Regions from separate parts of the Mus musculus genome. Here regions 2, 3, 4, 5 and 6 are each linked to region 1. The links are chromatin contacts, called in public Hi-C and HiChIP or PLAC-seq maps. All regions are on one chromosome and are shown on one strand. Each heading gives the region's core, a stretch centred on a gene start, on an enhancer-like site or on the middle of the called end of the contact. The rest is flanking DNA. Distances are from core to core; before and after follow the strand shown.

Evidence for each region. Hi-C and Micro-C count contacts between places; a contact is called where the count stands out from the background. HiChIP or PLAC-seq counts read pairs in DNA pulled down with a chosen protein or histone mark.
Region 2: a contact with region 1 is called in a Hi-C map of the N1E-115 cell line, with 2.5 times the contacts expected there. The contact joins two enhancer-like sites. A contact is called at or near these places in 1 of 15 datasets of contacts at CTCF or cohesin (the NIH/3T3 cell line), 1 of 484 Hi-C or Micro-C datasets (the N1E-115 cell line), 1 of 115 datasets of contacts at active chromatin or transcription factors (embryonic fibroblasts) and 1 of 9 other capture datasets (embryonic tail).
Region 3: a FOXA1 HiChIP or PLAC-seq map of pancreatic cancer cells shows a contact between it and region 1. The contact joins two enhancer-like sites. A contact is called at or near these places in 4 of 484 Hi-C or Micro-C datasets (B cells, embryonic fibroblasts, fibroblasts and 1 more) and 2 of 115 datasets of contacts at active chromatin or transcription factors (CD8 T cells and pancreatic cancer cells).
Region 4: a FOXA1 HiChIP or PLAC-seq map of pancreatic cancer cells shows a contact between it and region 1. The contact joins two enhancer-like sites. A contact is called at or near these places in 1 of 15 datasets of contacts at CTCF or cohesin (the NIH/3T3 cell line), 2 of 484 Hi-C or Micro-C datasets (adipose-derived mesenchymal stem cells and embryonic fibroblasts), 3 of 115 datasets of contacts at active chromatin or transcription factors (the NIH/3T3 cell line, embryonic fibroblasts and pancreatic cancer cells) and 1 of 9 other capture datasets (embryonic tail).
Region 5: a contact with region 1 is called in a Hi-C map of muscle stem cells, with 3 times the contacts expected there. The contact joins two enhancer-like sites. A contact is called at or near these places in 1 of 15 datasets of contacts at CTCF or cohesin (the NIH/3T3 cell line) and 2 of 484 Hi-C or Micro-C datasets (muscle stem cells and myocytes).
Region 6: a Hi-C map of the N1E-115 cell line shows a contact between it and region 1, with 5 times the contacts expected there. The contact joins two enhancer-like sites. A contact is called at or near these places in 4 of 484 Hi-C or Micro-C datasets (the N1E-115 cell line, bone marrow-derived macrophages, liver and 1 more) and 1 of 115 datasets of contacts at active chromatin or transcription factors (the NIH/3T3 cell line).

What each region holds. Positions count from the first base shown.
Region 1 is chr15:62,326,783-62,329,936 of GRCm38.p6, reverse strand. No RefSeq gene overlaps it. Among named protein-coding and RNA genes, the nearest start is that of Pvt1, 290 kb to the right of the region's middle. Within about 2 kb of position 1,511, at least 150 of the 459 cell types and tissues checked have an H3K27ac peak or open chromatin away from gene starts, as enhancers often do. A contact at or near this core is called in the N1E-115 cell line, the NIH/3T3 cell line, embryonic fibroblasts and 5 more, where this site is marked.
Region 2 is chr15:63,192,547-63,195,700 of GRCm38.p6, reverse strand. No RefSeq gene overlaps it. Among named protein-coding and RNA genes, the nearest start is that of Gm30159, 49 kb to the right of the region's middle. RefSeq lists an enhancer at 913-1,764. Within about 2 kb of position 1,625, at least 20 of the 459 cell types and tissues checked have an H3K27ac peak or open chromatin away from gene starts, as enhancers often do. A contact at or near this core is called in the N1E-115 cell line, where this site is marked.
Region 3 is chr15:61,531,210-61,534,363 of GRCm38.p6, reverse strand. No RefSeq gene overlaps it. Among named protein-coding and RNA genes, the nearest start is that of Gm24696, 170 kb to the right of the region's middle. Within about 2 kb of position 1,428, at least 64 of the 459 cell types and tissues checked have an H3K27ac peak or open chromatin away from gene starts, as enhancers often do. A contact at or near this core is called in embryonic fibroblasts, fibroblasts and pancreatic cancer cells, where this site is marked.
Region 4 is chr15:63,065,085-63,068,238 of GRCm38.p6, reverse strand. Gm41334 (a long non-coding RNA gene) reads left to right here. Exons shown (of 3, transcript XR_875378.1): 2 at 248-321; 3 at 618-739. Among named protein-coding and RNA genes, the nearest start is that of Gm41334, 4.1 kb to the left of the region's middle. RefSeq lists an enhancer at 628-2,537. Within about 2 kb of position 1,703, at least 43 of the 459 cell types and tissues checked have an H3K27ac peak or open chromatin away from gene starts, as enhancers often do. A contact at or near this core is called in the NIH/3T3 cell line, embryonic fibroblasts and pancreatic cancer cells, where this site is marked.
Region 5 is chr15:63,034,782-63,037,935 of GRCm38.p6, reverse strand. No RefSeq gene overlaps it. Among named protein-coding and RNA genes, the nearest start is that of Gm41334, 34 kb to the left of the region's middle. Within about 2 kb of position 1,500, at least 20 of the 459 cell types and tissues checked have an H3K27ac peak or open chromatin away from gene starts, as enhancers often do. A contact at or near this core is called in muscle stem cells and myocytes, where this site is marked.
Region 6 is chr15:62,901,853-62,905,006 of GRCm38.p6, reverse strand. No RefSeq gene overlaps it. Among named protein-coding and RNA genes, the nearest start is that of Gm30113, 51 kb to the left of the region's middle. RefSeq lists an enhancer at 1,107-2,313. Within about 2 kb of position 1,681, at least 78 of the 459 cell types and tissues checked have an H3K27ac peak or open chromatin away from gene starts, as enhancers often do. A contact at or near this core is called in the N1E-115 cell line, liver and myocytes, where this site is marked.

The DNA.
Region 1 (3,154 bases), core at 262-2,761:
AAAAGGCAGAGTACAACTTAAGTCTCTGTTAAAAGAATCTCCCAGTTCTACTTCCACAGGCTAATAGCGGTTGATAGTAAAACCATCTAACAAGACACGGATGTCAGCCACATAGCTGCTGCTGTATGAATAGGGTAGGAGCCACACCTGAGTTTGGATTCTTGCTCAACATGTAGTGACTCTCTGTGTGTGTGTGTGTGTGTGTGTGTGTGTGTGAGAGAGAGAGAGAGAGAGAGAGAGAGAGACAGAGAGAGAGACAGAGAGAGAGACAGACAGACAGACAGACAGACAATCAGAAAGGCTGATGATATAATGGTATATTTGGGAAACTATTTAAGAACACATAGAGGCCTACAACCCTGAAAGGACATCTGTTTCAATCCCCTTACTTTATAGTTGAGAATATCAACACTATGTAAGAACAAGGGCACAAGAACTCCCTGCCTGAACTCCTCAGGGAGAGATTGACACCAGTAGGACCCCTGGTTTCTGATACCCACTTAGCTCCTTGCTTTTTCTGAGATTTCATTCCATGTCACAGGCAGGCTTTCGACTGCCCTTCCTCAAATCAAAGGAAATATCTGTTCCCCACCAAGCAGATTCTTGTGAAAGAAATCTTGTGAAAGCACCTCTCATCTGTTTTCCCTCTATCTGTGCATTGATGGAGGTCAAGTGAAGGTCAGGGAATGCCCCGATGACTGGACTTCTGGGTCTCCACACCCAAGAATGCAGCCAAGCTTCAAATAAATCAGACTGCGAGCAAGAATTCAGACGGGCTCCCCCAAGTTCCAGGCTTCCTTTTCCTGGTAGAAGTCATCAGCTGTCTTGTTGCTAGGAGACCAGTGGAGGTGGAAAGTAAAATAGCCATAGTTTTCTAACTTATCTGAAAATGCAGTTTGTCTTTGCTCCCTTGGGGGTTCAGCTTCCTTAAGAGCAGGCTATCACAGCCAGGCAGAGAGAGACCTTTCTTCCTTCCTTCCTCTCTTTCTTTCTTTCTTTCTTTCTTTCTTTCTTTCTTTCTTTCTTTCTTTCTTTCTTTCATGAAATGGATAGAGCTTTTCCTGGGCATAGAGTGTCATACAGCAGAGACCAGGGAGCTGCCAATTACTGATGCAATGTTTGGGAAAGAGTTGCTGAGCACACATGACTCAACAAAATATGACAATTTGCGTCCCTATCTCTTGGAAAGTTGTACTTATCAGAACCAATAAGAGCGGTGCGGTCAGTAAGCACACGGAGCTGTATTTATCATGAGGGAATTGAGTAGGAATTAAAGCCCCGAGGATTGTGAGTGGAGGAGATGATTTGAGTCACTATCTGTCCGGGACTTTCCTTTTCGGTGGCATTCCAATAGCACAGACCTCACCCTGGCAAACCATAGCATTGCTCAATATTAAAAACATTTGCCTGGAATGCAGGACATGTGAACTCAGACACCCCCTACAGCTTCACAGTGTGATCCCAGCATGCTGCATTCACTGTAAACACCACGGCTTTCAGGAGAACAAGGACAGTGCCCAGAGGTGACACAAACCACAGGCAGAGAGTGTGGCAACAAGAACCTTCCCAGCCTTCGCACAGCACTTAACACCACCCCACTGATGACCCTGGCAGAGATGGAAAGGGATCCCATGGGAGGAAACCAGTGCATTCTTTTACCCTTAGAAGAAAGTAAGAATGGAAACTGATTTCCTCTTTCTCTGGTGGTGTGCTTGGTTGTCTGAAGCAGAAAAGTATAACTGAAAGGAAGGAAGCAAGGAAGCAAGGAAGCAAGGAAGCAAGGAAGGAAGGAAGGAAGGAAGGGAGGAAGAGAGAGAGAGAGAGAGAGAGAGAGAGAGAGAGAGAGAGAGAGAGAGAGAGAAGAAAAGAAAAGAAAAGAAAAGAAAAGAAAAGAAAAGAAAAGAAAAGAAAAGAAAAGAAAAGAAAAGAAACGAAAAGAAAAGAAAAGAGAAAAGAGAAGGAAGGGAAGAAGGGAGAAAACAAGGAAGGAGGGAGAGAGGGAAGTAAGGGGCCACACAATTTACTCCCAACAAACGTTAGGAGAGTAAATAATGAGGTCATCAAACTCCCCATCCTTTTCTTGTCTAGGGATCCTCCCAGTTCAGCTGAGACAAAGTAGCAACCCTTGTTAAACTTGCTAAACTGTGAGTGAGAATATAACTCTGCATACTCTAAAGCCTATTTAATCTGTGCAGTGTCTGCCAGAGCTCAGGGGTTTGCCAGTGCAGGGCTAAAGGCAGACACAACATTTCTGACTGACTACAGCAGGTCACTGCCCACCCTGCCCCCACCACCACTTTCAAAGTCAGAAGAGAAACTCTCCTCACACACTGCTGACTGCTCAGGCCAGCTGTCAAAGACGATGTCCACTCTTTCACACAGGACAGCAATTAGCCAAAATCATCCCAAATTGCTGCCACTGAAAATCTCTAATTGCCCATCGGGGTTTGTGGTTTTGTCTACAAAGAGAGTCATACAGAAGGGGCAACTAAAGGGCTGTGCAATGAGGGTTTCTAGGCAAGCTTAAGCATGCGTCTTCCGAAGCAGAGGGTCAAGCTCAGGAAGACGAAAGACATAGAATGTAAAGGTGACCTTTATAGTCTCAAACTCTGGAGGAAGTAGAGAAGCATGAGGTCAGAAGACAGGCTCATAATCCCACTGACATTGGCAGATCCCAGCACAGTGTTGGTTGTAGACTATGTGACATAGTCACTATATTTAAGGAAGAATCAAAATGTGGCGTCAACAGAAGAAGTGTCACTTCTGGAGTTCACTCATACCCATCATATATGACCTTGGGTAAGTCAAGGCTTCCTCCTGGGACGATCTTGTCCTTCTTCTTAGATTTTCCATGTTGGGTTCCTCCCGTGTGAAATGCCTCTCCAGCATTTCCTAGGAAACTGTTATCCCCACTATTCTGCTTTGCTCCTGGTGATGGGATCACCAAAGAAACTCAGAGGAGGATGGTAGTATTCCAGCTTTCACTTCTAGGCCAGTGAACCAGTCAAGGCAGCAGGAACTTCTAAGCAGCTAGTCAAGGGCAGGAAGGGAATGAATACATGTATGATTGGTCAACTCAACTTCTCCGCTGCTAAACAGGCCTGGAACTAAAGCCAAGAAACGGTGCCATCTGCATGATTAGGCCCTAGGTTAA
Region 2 (3,154 bases), core at 376-2,875, 870 kb before region 1:
GGTGTCTAAGGCAGGAACGCATGAGTTTGAGGTCTAGCCTAGACAAATAGCAAGTTCTAGGCCAGATTGAGCTACACAGGGAAGACCTTGCTCAAAATGCCAAGTGTATGGGTGAAGCTTCATAGTAGATTACTTGTCTAGCATGCACAATGTTTGATCCCATACCCAGCAAAATCAAGCAAGCAAGCAAACAAACAAACAAACTAACAAAAACGGTATCTGAAACCTGTTCCGGCAGTGTCTATGGTGGTCTTGTAAACAGTTGCGATAATCAAATGAAAGGGAAAATATAGAGTGTATTGCTAACTAATGGATGCATTGTAAGGTTACGTAATAGACAGAAAAAAATGAAAAAACCAGAATTGTACAGTAGTAGATACTGCTATTTTAAGTTGAAATTCCAGAACTTGCCACTTAGCTGAATGAAGGGTGAGGCCTCCACAGACAAGAGGCTTTTGCAGAAGTCTTGGCAGGCAGTACCGAGCCTGGCTCCAGTTCTTCACCTTCTGCACTTTTAGGGTGCCACATGCCTCTCTCACTTCATTTAATCTAGTGTGTGAGCATTTTGGCTTGGTGTTTTAACATTTTGTGGCAGAAATAGAGCCATGTTGATATTTGAAATCCTATAATCCTAGGACTGGGAAATGCCTACCAGATTGTAGTTGAAGCATTTCATAGCAATGAATTCAAGATCTCTCACAGAAACCACACAGGTATAGCTTGTTTCTTTCACCATTTTGGAGACAAAGAAGCAGAAATACAGAAAGATTAAGTAATTTGCATCTGCTCACACAGATAGGATCTTGCAGAACCACTGTCTTAAGTTGTGGGTGGATGGATGGATAGATGGGCAAATGGATGGGTGGACAGGTGTGTAGATGGATGAGATGGCAAGATTCAGCCTCACAGAGCTACCAAATGGCTTCTGTATTTTCAGAGAAATAAACTTCTAGGAGAATGGATTCTAATCAAAACATGTACATGCCATAGTAGATGAGTTAGGATGAAAGGAATGAGTGAGCTAGTCCAGGAGAAAGAATAGCAACTGCACAGAATAGCAGTTTGCTTGTCCAGGTACCAGCCTCCCCCCCCCCCCCGACCCCCCTACTTGAAAGCTGTCCATGCTTATTGGAAGCTGGAGGGCAAGAGAAACCAGATCCAAGAAACCCTTTCCTCTCAGGAGAGGCTGACAAGTTGTGCTTTAATCTAATTAATACATTCAGGAAATGGGCTGAGAGGAATGTGATTATTTAATTGTTCTGTTCAAAGGGTAAAAAAGCAGGCTATTAGTCTGAGGTCTTGACTCCAAGGTTCACTTTAGGTTGTTACCAAGGGGAAGGTTCAGGAACAAGAGTGGCTGATTGATTCTTTCCCTGCTGTTACCCTCATTAATTTACAAAGGTTCATTGTTGTGGTGCTAACTCACAGAGTCTGGAATGAAATGTAAAACAGATTTGAACTGATAAGAATTGTTTTGTATCTGCTATCCAGTAGTGTTTCTTCCCTCTGAGTTCCCTTCTAAAGATTTTCAGGTACATGAATTTCCAGTCTGATTATAATGAACTCATTTTCCACATGACAAAAATTATGTCTAATGATTAAACAGCAAGCAGGAAGTAGACTCTTGACATTTGACATTTCATTTCCAGTCCAGCATAAACTTGGCTGCCTCCGGACTTTCCCTATGGCTAGAGTAAAAAGAGTCAGGTCAAGTTTCCCTTCTGGGAAACAGGGAAAATAAGATGCAAATCTGAGCATCTTACCCAAAACAAACCTCATTCACATAGTGGTAATAGTGTGTGTGTGTGTGTCTGCCTGTCTGCCTGTCTGTCTGTGTACATGCATGTGTCTATGTGTATATGTGTCTGTATGTTTGTGTGTGTGTGTCTGTATATGTGTCTGTGTGTATGTCTGGGTCTGTATGTCTGTGTGTGTGTGTCTGTCTCTGTATCTGTGTATTTGTCTGTGTGTGTGTGTGTGTGTGTGTGTGTGACTGTGTGTGTGTCTGTGTGAGTGTCGGTATGTCTGAATGTGTATATGTATATATGTGTGTCTGTGTGTGTTTGTGTGTATGTGTCTCTGTCTGTGTAGGTGTGTGTGTGTTTGTTTGTTTGTGTATGTATATCTATTTCTGTGTCTATGTGTCTGTATGTCTGTGTGTGTATCTGGGTGTCTGTGTCTGGGTGTCTATGTCTCTCTGTGTGTCTGTATCTGTGTGTCTTTGTGTCTGTGTGTTTGTTTATGCATCTGTGTCTGTATGTCTGTGTCTGTGTCCATGACTTTATAGGTGTGGTGCAGAAACCAACACTGAGTCTCTTCCTTGATCACTTTCTATCTTATTTATTATTATTTTTTGTGATATGTCTTCCATAGAAGTAGACTTCTCTGTGATGCCAGCACACGGCTTCTGGTTTCTCATTAAGTGGATATTTGCCAGATTCCTTTCTTACCTTTAACTTGTCTTCAGTTTGATGAATCTTCTCTGGCTCCCTTGAGCAAAGTACTCAACAACTAATTGTGATGTCTCAGCTCCTCCATTAATGCCCACCACATTTTATCATAATTGCTTAACTAAGTGCATATTTTATGTAATTATCTGTATGTTCTTCATTGGGTTGTGAGCTTCTGAATGCAGGTGAGTCAATCACATCTTAAGGAATCTAAAACAAATTGCTACTGTGTTATAGAAATCATTTAATCTCAAATGGAGTTTTCTATCCAGCCTTTGATCACTTAATTCCCAGATAAAAGATACACAGTCTTTATATTTACTTATAAGCCTTAATCAGCACTTGATTTGGGTAGGTATCTACCTTGAAATCTATTAGAATCTATTTCTCCATCAATAATCCCAAATTATAATTTGCCACGTTCTCTCTGAGCAGCTCTTAACTCAAAGCCAGCCCTCATGGCCATGTATTCATAACTCATCTAACCCATGGAGTCTCTCCTTTCTCTACCTTCCTCTCTCCCCTCTCATGATCTCCTTTGACTCCAAGCTCAGGAACCCAAAAACCCTGCCTATTTCTCTTCTGCCCATCTATCAACTATAAGCATCTTTATTCACCAATGGGGAATAACTTGGGGGACAGCACTTGTGTATTTACAAATTCTGTCATCCCTGAAGACAACCAGGCCTTGAGGACCAGTAGTT
Region 3 (3,154 bases), core at 179-2,678, 800 kb after region 1:
TCCCTGAGAAAGATCATCTCTCCCACTCCTAGCTTTGCTCACTTATCAATAGTTCCTTGTTTAGGGCAGAGACCTCAGGGACTCCATCCACTTTGAAAGTCCATTGCTATCATCTTTGTCCATCCTTGTTCATTTCACATTGGACAGTCAGGTTGGTTAGATCTTTTGAGTGTAGCTTCTGATGTTGCTAGGAGATAGCACCTCACAGCCAATAAGGGAGTGATTCCAGTTCAGATGTGGGGAGCAAACTCAGAAAGCAAAGCAGGGGACATAGAGAACAGTTACACACAAAGGACGAATGTCCTGACACAGGAAGTGGCACAGTAGAAATAGTACGAGTGAAAAAAATGTCTCTTCAAAAAGACTGTTAAATAAAATTAATGATGGTGATCTGGCTGGAAGGAGACAATGCTGTTCTACAAGAGAAGAATGGAACCTCTTTCATTTAAGCACTGCCTGCCTATGTTTCTGAGTGCCATCTGATACACTACCAGTGTGAAATGGTTCCAAAGAGCAACCACCAAATCTATTCAGGACATTGATAGATTAATAGATTAATAGAAACTATCTAAGATATTACATAAAAGTTTTTCATATTCTGAGATGCAGAAATTATTAGGAGTAAAGATGGCCTGCATGCTTTTTTTTTTAATCTGACCACAAAGCAGTTAATGTGTGGTTAGCTCTGAGGTCTCACATCTGAGCTATTGTTGAGACAAGTTAATTTCTCCTGTTTCTAGAACATTCCTGTAAGTTCTTCTTCAGTCTCAAATACAGGGCAAAATGAAAGCCAAACAAAACAACAAACAAACAACAACAAAACCAAAAACCTAAAACAAAGAAAATCAGTTTCTCGTCTTGAAGAAGAAGCCAGCACTGAACTCTACAGGGTTCAGTGAATCTATGTGTATCAGACACAGCTGAACATAAATTATCTATTAACTTTTGATATAATCCTGATTTTTCCAACGGTGTGATAACTCACAGCAGTCCTCTACTACATTGCCAGAATCACACAGCCAATAAACATCAGAACAGGATATAACCCCAGCCCATCTATCTGAGCCACCCATGCATTTAAAGAGCCTGCCTCATCATGTCCTAACACAGGACAAGCATGCTGCCTCTTCTGTATGTCCTTTTTCCATGTCCCACCTTCACATTCAGTGCTGGCCCAGAACTTGTGGTATTACATTAAGATACGGCCAGGAAGGGTCATAGGTGAGAGAAGAGCAATCCCACACCTACCCGTTTCTACAGCTGCACTGTTTCTTCCTTCAGATGAAGTTCGTGCTGTTATATAAAAGGAATGTTACCCAAATGCCTCCAGCATGAGTTTCCTTTTAAAGGAGAAATAGAAGAATGAGGCGTTTGGTTTTCCTTTGTTTGCCTGTAGCACCTATGTTAAGAATTTGTCCTTAAACCATGACTCACTCATTCTTGGAGCGAAGTACAAGGAAGTGAACAGATATAATACTTCTGTGAGATGTGGGCTTGAGCTTGTGTGGGAAAGATTGAACTGGGACCGTTAAGGCAACGTTTCATTCAAAACCCACCAATCCACCCCACCCTGCCCCTTCCCCAACAGTTCCCAACATGACTGTTGTTCCAGAAGGCCCATTTTCGGTCTTGCATGACTATCAAATATTCAGACAAGTGATATCTAGTTCCTTTGTATGTGGTTGCTTGCTGGATTGTTAAGGTTTATAATTATTAACTGAATCATTGGCTAGTTGTTCAGTAGGCAGTTGGATTGGGAATAGTTATTTACAGAACAAAAGCAGATGGCAGGACAAGTAGTTTAGATAGAGTGCAGGGTATATAAGCTTGAAAAGTATTGAGTTTTTGCAGATGGCATGGCATTAAGCTTTCAACTTAACCCACTGCATTTTAATTCCCTCGCTCTATAAGTGCATATGCTACCGGTAGAAAAGATCCTGTTAGAATACCAAGATCCCAGTTCTCAGTATATCAAGAACCATTCTAGAAAGTGACCCATTTGGGCAACTCCTAGCCCCCGACCTCTTCATCGCCAGCAATGTGGCTGCCTAGAAACTTCTCAGTGTAATTCACTGGCAACAGGGAGTTCCATGAATACCAGTGAGTCATCCTGCTGGCTACTGTGATCCACAAGTGGGATGCCTAGGTGCTCAGGATGTTTGCTTTGGAAGGAACTCACCCAAAGAATTTCTTTCCTTTGCATGAGACAATGAAGAGTGGGAAGTCACTCTGGGTGTGATTGTTTATCTCTCTTCTTTTATATCCATTGTTTAATTCCTGTGAAAATGCAAGTCCTGAAGCAATGAAAATTTAAGAATTTAGGAGGACCCTATAGAGAACAAAAATTTCAGTTGCCTGTGCTTATCCACTCATGAGGTCCTAATGTTCATTAAAAAACAAAAAAACAAACAAAAAAAAAACAAAGAAAGAAAGAAAAGAGAAGAGAAGAGAAAAGAAGAGAAGAGAAGAAAAGAAAAAGGCATCCTGAACTTCCTGCAAATTCTTGGCTTACACTGGAAATCAGTGTTATCACCCAATAGTGCCTGGTTATCAAAATGATACAACCCATGAATACTTCAATACCCTCCTGATTTCTGAATCAAGACTCAACAATACCACTCCCACTTGCACCACCGTCACGACCACCATCAGTACTACCACCACAAAAACCTATCACCAAGTAACATGTAAGTACCAAGTAACACAATAGCCAAAGGGAAATAGTTCAGACACAATTCTTTTATGTAGCAAAATGATTGGTGTGTCTTACTCTGTGGCTCAAGACTATCAGGGAAGTAAACTAATACTGATGTAATTCTCCCTCATTTCATTCATCGCCACAGACTGGGCAATCTCCCATGGCCAGCTGAATTCAAGCTTAGGAAACCGAGAGGCCCAGGTAGACTGCACTTTTTCTTACTCATATCCATTTGACATGTAAAAAGCATTCCCTTAAGGACTCTTGAAAATGGGCCTTCAACATCTTCTTGCCTGGAACTGAGTAAGATGGCTTTTCCTCGTGGTTGAGGAAGGCTGCAGAATGAGAATCCAGAATCTGCAGCCTTTTCTATGGAACATCGAAAAGGGAAGAAAGGCACGGTTGTAAACTGCCAGCTAGTATGATATCAAACCTGCTTCTTACCAGAGACACGGA
Region 4 (3,154 bases), core at 454-2,953, 740 kb before region 1:
ACAAGCACTTTTACCCACTGAGCCATCTTGCTGTCCTAGAATATTAAAATATGGTCTGTTGCCTGAATACGAAATATACCTCCAGAGGCTCATGTCTTTGAAAAATGTGTTGTCTGTCCTGTTTTCAAAGGTTACGTAACCTTCGGTGAGTGGAGCCTCAATGAAGTGGATGAGCTATGCAGGATGAGTCTTGACATTCTATACCATTATCCTAATTTCCTGTCTCTGCTTGGCTCTCTGGTTGCAGATGCAAACTGACCTGTTGCCTTCGGCACCTTCTCCATGCCTTTCCCATTGGGATGGAATTTCTCTCCTGTAACTGTAAGTCAAAAATTCTTTTCATCCTTAAGGTTGCTTTTGGCCACAGCAACAAGAAAAGTGTCTAATAATATAGTATTTTATATTATATTTGTGGTAGAGGTATTGAAAATGTACATTTAAGAACAACAAAAACAAATAAAAACAAACAAACAAAGAACAGGACAATGGGTTAAGCCCTGACACAAGTTCAAACCTCTGTAATTGAATCTTTATTTCATATTATATAGCATAGATTTTTCTGATATAAAAGAGGAAATAAACGTCTTAAATGATGTTCTAATTACTGTATCTTACAGACCTCAAGAGTGGCAGATCACCAAGCAATAAGCACACTTATTTGGAGTCATTGCCTCCTCACCAAATATGTAAGGTGTATTGATCAAAAATAGACAGAATAAACCGATAAGTGAGGAGCTCACAGGATTTCCTAGTGTATGTGCTAGATCATCTATTTCCTCTTGCATGTTACTGAATAAAAGGCTATTTTCAGTCAGGAGAAACAATGACACAAAATACCACTGCCTCCATTTGCAAGAGACTTTGTAAGTGCCTTACAGGAAGTTAGTCATGGCCCTTGAATGGTGTGTAAGAGCACTTGCACTGTTAAATCGCATGCTTACTTCAGGATTCTGGAATCTTCCCAAACTGTTTGCTTACCTTTGGCTGAATTTTCTGACTAGATGGAAGGGGCTTTCCAATGATTTGCCACACAGGGCTTATCTTGAATTGTGTAACAGGCAGTACAGGGACTAGGCAACTGTTTGAGATCGAGAAATGACTATGTACATTATCAACAATTGTTTGTAGAGATAGAGGGAAGGGTTGTTAACTTCCTTTGGAAAACAAATCTTTTGCTAATTACTATGCTATCTGGCTTGTAGACAGATGAATAGAGAAAAAAGTCACAAAATGTTATGTTTTTAATTCTGGCCATTTGATATAACACTACCTCTCCCTATGAAAATTCTCCGGACTCTGTCCTAGAATAGCATTTTACTTGAGGAAACAGTGTAGTATTTTGAGACAAGAAGACATACAGCAATCCTGGACTCATTTAAATTGACTAATATGCTTTTGTTTTTCTGAGCATGTGTTTGTTCAGGTTTCAAATGGAGGGACCATGATCCCATAAAATACAGGGATGTTATAAAGGTCAAGAAAGACAATATCTATAAAAGGGGCTACTGGTCAAGAACTGAGTCAGATAGGAATCTCTGTTGTTATTGTGTTAGTTATTCAGTTAAGAAATTTTGCCTGCTTCATAGTAGAATTTGTGATCTACATCTAAGACTTTGCAAAAGAAAGTAAGTATCTTGAGGTTAGGACTTAGTCATCTCCTAACCCCTCAAAGTCTAGTGAAACTTGTGTAAATCTCCTACTTTTCTCCCAGAAACAAATCCTGTTGAGGACACTCCCCTCTTGACATCTCCTTAGTAAAGAACACTCACACAGCAGGGGTGAATGCACTTTAGAAAAGACTTCAGCTCATTCTGCACTAGGACTCTGAAATTTAATTTTAGCCACAGTGTTGATGGAACAGATCACAGAGCTTGGGCCACTCTTCAGTGGAAATGAAATTGGAGAAGGGCATGGAGCCAAAAATAAGGGCCTTTCTGTCTAGTGTTTGGGGACATGGACTTGAGAATTTCAAGTGGCCACCAGTCCCTCCCTCACTGCCAACACTGCACAACTCTTGGCTGAAACCTCACTAGGACATGAGGGTCTTGCTATAGGAAAAGAGAGTTCCTTTTTACTGACACCAAGCTCAGCAGAAAGGAATGCACTTCAAATAGCCCTGTTTGCTCAGTAACCACATTTGGGCTTCATGGTCTTTGGAGCCCTGCTCTCTTTGTAATTGACACACATCGGGAGCCGGCTGCTGATAGCAAAGACAGTGAGTTTGGTTTAGAGTAGGGCCTCATGTAGAATGCTATTAGCTGACCCTGCCCAGGATGTCTTCTTATCCTAATGAGAGAGGAGTGCTAAGGAGGAAGAAATAGTTGTCTATGACAAATGTAGTACTTTCCTGTTTTCTGTATTGCTACATACTATATAGTTTCTCAAAACCTTGTTGGAAATGCTTTTGTCAGAATCATGAATATCAGAGATTATTACCTGGGTCCTATTTGTAACAGTACACTTACTGCTAGTAAAAATGGTAGCTTCTTATAACTTACACCTTAAATTCTCTCACTTAAAATCCTCATAACGTGCCCAGTGTGGTGGCTTAAGCCTTTAATCCCAGCACTTTGGAGGCAAAGGCAGGCGGATTTCGGAGTTCAAGGTCAGCCTGGTCTACAAAGTGAGTTCCAGGACAGCCAGGGCTATACAGAGAAACCCTGTCTTGAAAAACCAAAAAAAAAAAAATCTTCATAAGACTCATCCACGGACTGACTCCCATCATTCTACATTAGCAAGAACCAAAGATTCAGATCTTCATGTTAAATTTCCCAAATAACCTTATGATGTTCATATAGTTCAAATTTTCAGTTCAGAATCTATGGATTTAAAATACTTCCTGAACTGGTTTATTGTAGTTATCTTACCATTAACCTCAACAAATGATCTGATGATACCATAGCATACACATTGTCCCAATGGTTATTCAACTGCCAAATGTAGGATGACTGACTAAGAATCTAAGCTTCGCATTCAGGAAGAAAAAGGACATCTCTAGCTGCATATGTTTCAAAAGATGGCCTAGTCAGCCATCACTGGAAAGAGAGGCCCTTTGGACTCGCAAACTTTATATGCCCCAGTACAGGGGAACGCCAGGGCCAAAAAGGGGGAGTGGGTGGGTAGGGGATTGGGGGGGTGGGCATGGGGGACTTTT
Region 5 (3,154 bases), core at 251-2,750, 710 kb before region 1:
TGGTCACTCATTTGTGTGAACCCAAACATGTCTCCTCAGCTCTTGTAAGATCTGTAAAAGAGATTTCACATTGAGTCTCAACAAGAAAAGGCTAAAAATGGACACTAAAATACCTAATGAAAGTCATAGTTAATCACTGTAGAATTAGGGGCTCTGATGACTTTGAAATGAATCACAACCTGTATTGTTTTAATGGGAGAAATTAGGCAATGATCTCAATTTTCTTATATCTTAGCTTTTTAACTTATAAAGTTTTGTGAAAATAATAACTTTTTTACTGGGTTTTTGAATGTTAGGATAAAAATGTGTATGTGACTCATTTCATAGCATCATCCCTTAAAAGTACTCAGGCAAAATAAACTTTGTTTTTACTTGCTCTTAAAATTTTTTATATGATCAGTTCTTATTTGTGATTCGTAGCATTTTATTTTCTATTTTATTTCACAGATACTGCACAGACATTGATGGATGCTACCACTACTTATCTACTGAAACTTAGTGTTTCAAACTCTTCCCATTATAAAAGTCCCAAACATTATCTGTGCAGAGAAGTAAATTCTAAGTCTGCCCAATAGATAGATGTGATTATGTGAATACGTGCTACAGAAGAAGGACTGTGTATAACTTCCAGGGCAACACACAGACACACACAGACACACACACACACACACACACACACACACACACACACACACACATGCACACGTGATAAAGAAGTGCTTTTTTTTTTTTTACATCACTTTTCCTTCTTGACTACAATGCTAAGGACAAACACTTTAAACTTTAAAAGTGGTAAGATGGAAGTTAAAAAAAAAAGGCAAGGCAAGAGATACAAGAATACAAAGACTATCTTCTAAGAATTCAAAGACCTGGTAATTCAGCATTTCAGTCAGGAGTTCCTAAAAAGGTCTAAGGAATTCATATTAACCCATATTTTAGCAGTAAAGAATATTATTAAAAGCATACTGAAGGGAAGTTATGAACCTGGATTCTGCACTGATTCTTCTCTAAGGAATGATGTGGCTTTGAGAACCCACTCCCTGAGCTTCGTCTTATCCACATGGCATATTCAGCACCAACACTTGTGTGTCGTAAAATTTTGCCCACAGTTTAATAAATACAGGCTTCTCTATTTGAAAACATCCTGCAAAGTTAAAACCTGGGACATTCATGATGTGATTCTGTAACTCGTTTCACTGACAGGACTTAGTGAACTCAAATATCTCATCGAAGAGAACTACCAAATGGAAACCAACAGGCTGCTGATATGCCAGTTGCTAGGACATCCTCCTGGGGTTGTCAGGGTGCATTTAGGCATTCGTATCTAGTCTCTGCACCTGCGTCCGACCCAAGCCCTTCCCTGTTTGAGGAGGCACAAGCCTGCTATTTATCAATTTTTGTATGCTACCGAGAATGTGCCGCTGCAGCACTCTATTGCAACAGGCGGTTGGTTGGCAAGGCCAATGGACACCTGTTAAGACTGAGTCATTCCTATTCACAGGATGTGCCTTGCAGGCTGCATGCAGAGTGCTAAGTGAAGGAAAAGAGGCTTGACTCACCCAATATGGTGCAGCTGATGCTCTCATTCATTGGCAGCTCTTAGGGGAAACCAGAGAGGCATAGTCTAATTTCACTTGCTCCTCATCTTCTTCTGGGCCAGATGGATGACTGCAGTGGCATGCTCACGCACAGTTGTTCAGGCTCATGGACCCTACAAGGAATTATGTTGGGCTCAAAGGAAATCAGCCTTTTTCATGGAAATTAAAATGAGTGATGGTAGCTTCATGGGACACCTCATCCAATCCCTGATGCTTTCTTTTTTATGTTCCCAGCTTTGATGGCACAGAGAAATAGATCAAAATTCAGGCCATTGTTGATTAAATATTGACCCCATGAGTGAAAAACAAACTAATAACCAACAGCAACAACAACAACAACCCTTTTGATCTCAGATGATACTTCCATAATAAACAATCTGCAACTATTGCATTTTTTTTTAAACTGGGACCAAATTGTTGTCAATAGTGTTACCTCTTGGCCAATCTAAAAAACTAATACTTTTCTCAGTTGTCTCAGCGCAATTGCAAGGTAGAAGTGATTGTTGATCTGAACCAATTAGAAAGGGAGACATGGGTTTTAAAAATAAGCTCCTTACTGGCTCAAAAAAAAAATTCAAAGATTAACATTGTATGTATTTGGAGGATAAATTCTCTAAATCATTTAATTTACTCCAGGAGTCTTTACTTTATACATAGTATTTTCTTTTCCTTCTATCTTCAACCTGGTCAAACACACCACCACCACCACCACCAACAACAACAACAACAACAGCAACAACAACAGAAGAAGATAAAATCTTGCTACTAAAAATAAGATTAGAGCATACAATTTGAAAGGATAAGAATTATAAACTTTCTCATCCCTCTATGCTGCCCTAAACTGGCCAGTCTACTTAGGCACAGTTGCTATGGGACTACAGCCTATACTGGTCAGCTCAGTCAGGGAGGAATGTAGGATCTTCAGATAGGCAGATCTGATAGAATGTTCTCAGGAGAGATCACAAAGCAACCTTTAACAAACCTCTAATTTTTTTCTACAAATGAGTTTATCAGATGTAAAGCTTTATATTTGAGGGTGAGCAGAAATTCCCATTTTAAGGGTCTAACGTTTTGTTGGGAAAAAGAGGACATGATTTTTTGTTATTGTTTGTTTTCACAGTGACCATGCTCAAATAAAGGATGTGTTAAAATGTAAACTAGGCACAAGTTTGCAGCCAGGTGGGATTAAGTTTGAAAGCTTACACTTTGTTTCTAAATTTATTTTTATTTTAAATTATGTATATACAGCTGTCCTTATGTCGATATGAGCATATAAGTGCAGTGCCCATGGAGACCAGAAGAAGGAACTGGAGTCCATGAAACTGGAGTTATAGGTGATTATGAGTGCTGGGAACTGGAGAGTAGTTTGTGGTTCTAACTGCTAGGCCATCAGTCTCCCTGATACTCCATTTACTAGAGGCAAGACAATTCTTTCCTTTTCTGACAGAAGGGATATTCTGAAACTAAAAGTTGCTCACAAATCTAGAGAGCAAGAAGCTGTTTTGAGAAGTTACCTCTGAATGCAGAAAGACATTTGGTTAATCCTAGTCAGGTTT
Region 6 (3,154 bases), core at 432-2,931, 570 kb before region 1:
CAACTTCTGATTGCCCTTACCCAGGTTCATTCACAGTCAGTTTCAAACACATCATTCCTACCCTTGGAACTGTAAGGATCTGCATGGTGTATCCAAGAAAGCAAGGATTACAATGAGACAGGGGAAAGAAAGATGCCTATGCTAAGCTTGTCCTTAGCATAGGTCATTACACTGTGTTCTGCAACTCAGTTCTTCATAGATGTCAGGGAACTTATAAAACATTAGTTCTGATCTCATGGAGACAACATAAGCATTAAGTGAGATGACAGTGATACAATAATTGTTCTCAAGTGGGTGTCTGCTCTGTGATAACCTACAACTTGCTTTTTTCTTAGTGATAAATGCTGTAAATGTTACAAGCCAAGGCCACAGACAACCCTAGAATTTCTTTCCCTCTCCATCATGACCACTTTCCCACTGGAAGTACTATTTCTATCCAGGAAAAAAATAATCTAGCTTCAGAGATCAGACATTCGTGTTTCCTGATTGTGGGTGGACTTCCAGGGGCAAAGGGTCAGCCTGTTTTACTGTCTCCACTGCCCTTTCTCATGTTCATTCAGTTTCTCAATCATGGGAATCCTTTTTTCTCCCTTCTATAGACTGAGTTCCACTTGTTATGGCTTTAAGGTTGCAAACATATGTAGCTGTCATAGTCCAGATTTTCAACTGTGGCTCAGTCTGTTGTCTTGTACTCTATTTTTACATGTCTTCTTTATGCTTCCTACATGTTAATTGCCTTCTTCACAAAATGGGATTAGAACATGTATTTTGCATTATAATGGCAACGCACACGAAATGCTTCATGCATAAGACACAATGTAGGATTATAATCTGAAATAAAATTGATGCCGAGCTAGGTTCTTTAGCTTTGTAAATCTTTTATCACTAGCATGCTGATTGATTCATAAAAATATTTTGTCAGGTTATTTTTTCCTTAAGCAATAAAACATTCTTCAGGATGATTACATCAATAATCCTGTATCAGTGAACTATTAGTGTAGGCAAATGATGATGATGTAGAGGAAGAGGAGGACTAGAAGGAGAAGGAAGAAGAGGAGAAGGGAAGAGAAGGAGGCTGTTTATCAGATGTAGGCTTTAGTGAGCTCCACCTTGAAGAAACTGTGTTCCCCTGTGCAGTTTTAACCCTGACCTTGCAGACTTAAGTCATCGTCTCTGCATTCGGGTACAGGTGTGTCATACACGTGTCCTTCCTGTCATAACGTAAGAAATTAATATGTGTGAGCTCCCTTTCCCTCACGACATGGTCTTTTGAAAACAATTCATTTGTACTCATCATTCTGTGGGATGTGTGCTCTTTTAAGCAATGTTGGTGGATGAAAGGCGCCTCAGATGGGATTCCTAATACAATGCACGGCCTAAAGCACGGATATCCCACCACCCCCACCATCCTGCTTCTCCCTATAATCCCAGATTTGTTTCTCATTTAGAAAAAATCGCTTCAACATTCAAAAGGAAACGGGGTCTTCCGAGGGAAGTCAAGTCTCTTTATACTTTGCCAGAAAACTTTCCCACAAAGAGGAAATTCTACAAATACTCAGATGACATCATTGAGAAAAGGCTCTTGTTCCCCCAGGGTCCAGCCTCCCTGGAAGATGACAAGGGTTAGGAATAGACAAACCTTGGCCACTTGTCGGATTTGGCAAGAGGCAGTCAACAGCTGGTCCAGCGGGTTAATTAGCCCTGCTCTCTGCTCCCGTCCAGCCTTTACTGGCAAAGGCAGAGGCAAGACGCTCTGGCCCACTTGCTTTTCTCTTTCTATTAACAAAGCCCAGTGCCATCGGATTACCTTGGCCTCCAGCCAGGCCTGCGTGCCCTTTGCCTGCCTGTGAGTTGCCATGGCGATGGTGATGTGCCTTTTGCCAACGAAGCAGCTGGCAGATGGGTAGCAGATTACCTGCCAAGCAGATTTACTAGCTCCAAAGTGCAGACCTCTCTTGAACAAGTGAAAGGGGTGGGGGCGGGGTGGGGTTTGTTTTCCACTCTCAGGAAATAAGAAGGGAGCATTTTCTACACCTTTTACCCCATTGGTTCTATTTTAATTTTCAAACAAAAGATGATTATTTGTCATCTGTCCAGATGCCCATCTGCTAAGTACATAGGCCTATCTGGTGTATTTTTTTTTAAGACAGTCAATAAACAATTTATTCTTTGCCTTTTCTGTAACACACATGCCACCGCCCTCAGCATCCTGAGTCAGGATGCAACGCTTTTTCAGGGATGATAGCTCCCAGGAAGTGAAAGCAATTACCATCTAGACAGAAAGGAGTGCCCACAGCAACAGAACTGTGAAAACTTGGAAACGGAAGAGTGTTGGTTGTACTTCCCAAGGAGGATATATCCAGGAAGTCTGGCTTCCTGAACTTTAGGGTGTCTGCTTGCATCTCAAATAATGATTAAGGATTAATTGTGTCCAGTTAGCTTTTATCCATGTTCAGCATAGTTTTAACTTTCAAAGACACACACACTATTGAGGCTGCCATCCCAAATTCAGAGGAAGGAGTACAGTGGGTGGCAAGGGTGTAGAATAGCATGAATCTAAGATCTATGTCTGGGAAAGAGTCAGAAGAAGTAAACTGGTAAGTTTCTGTGCTTCTTCCAGTCTTCCTGGGTGTGCTAGAGGGATACACTTCCCAGATGATTGGACACTAGTAAAGGTTATGTCATTAATCATCAGAGGAAGGCAAATCAAAACCACCAGGAGTTGTTTCCTCGACCCAGTCAAGAATGGCCATTACGAAAAAGACCAAAGATAACTAGTGCTGTGTGTAGAGAAAAGGAAACCCTTGCACACTGCTGGTGGGAATGCAAATCAGTCCAGCCATATGGAAAACAGTATGGAGGTTCCTCGAAAAAATTAAAAATAGAACCACCATATGATCTAGCAATACTAGCTCTGGGTACATATCCAAAAGAAATTAAATCAGTATGTTGAAAAGATGTGTACTGTCCCACGCTTACTCCAGCACTATTGACAATAGCTGAGAAGTGAAAACAACACACACATCCATCAACAGATGAGTAGATGAAGGAAGTGTGATACATAGGTATGATGAAATATTATTTGGCTATAAGAGAAGATGTTTTCCTGTCATTTGTAACACTATGGGTAGAACATGGAAGTGATACTATCAAA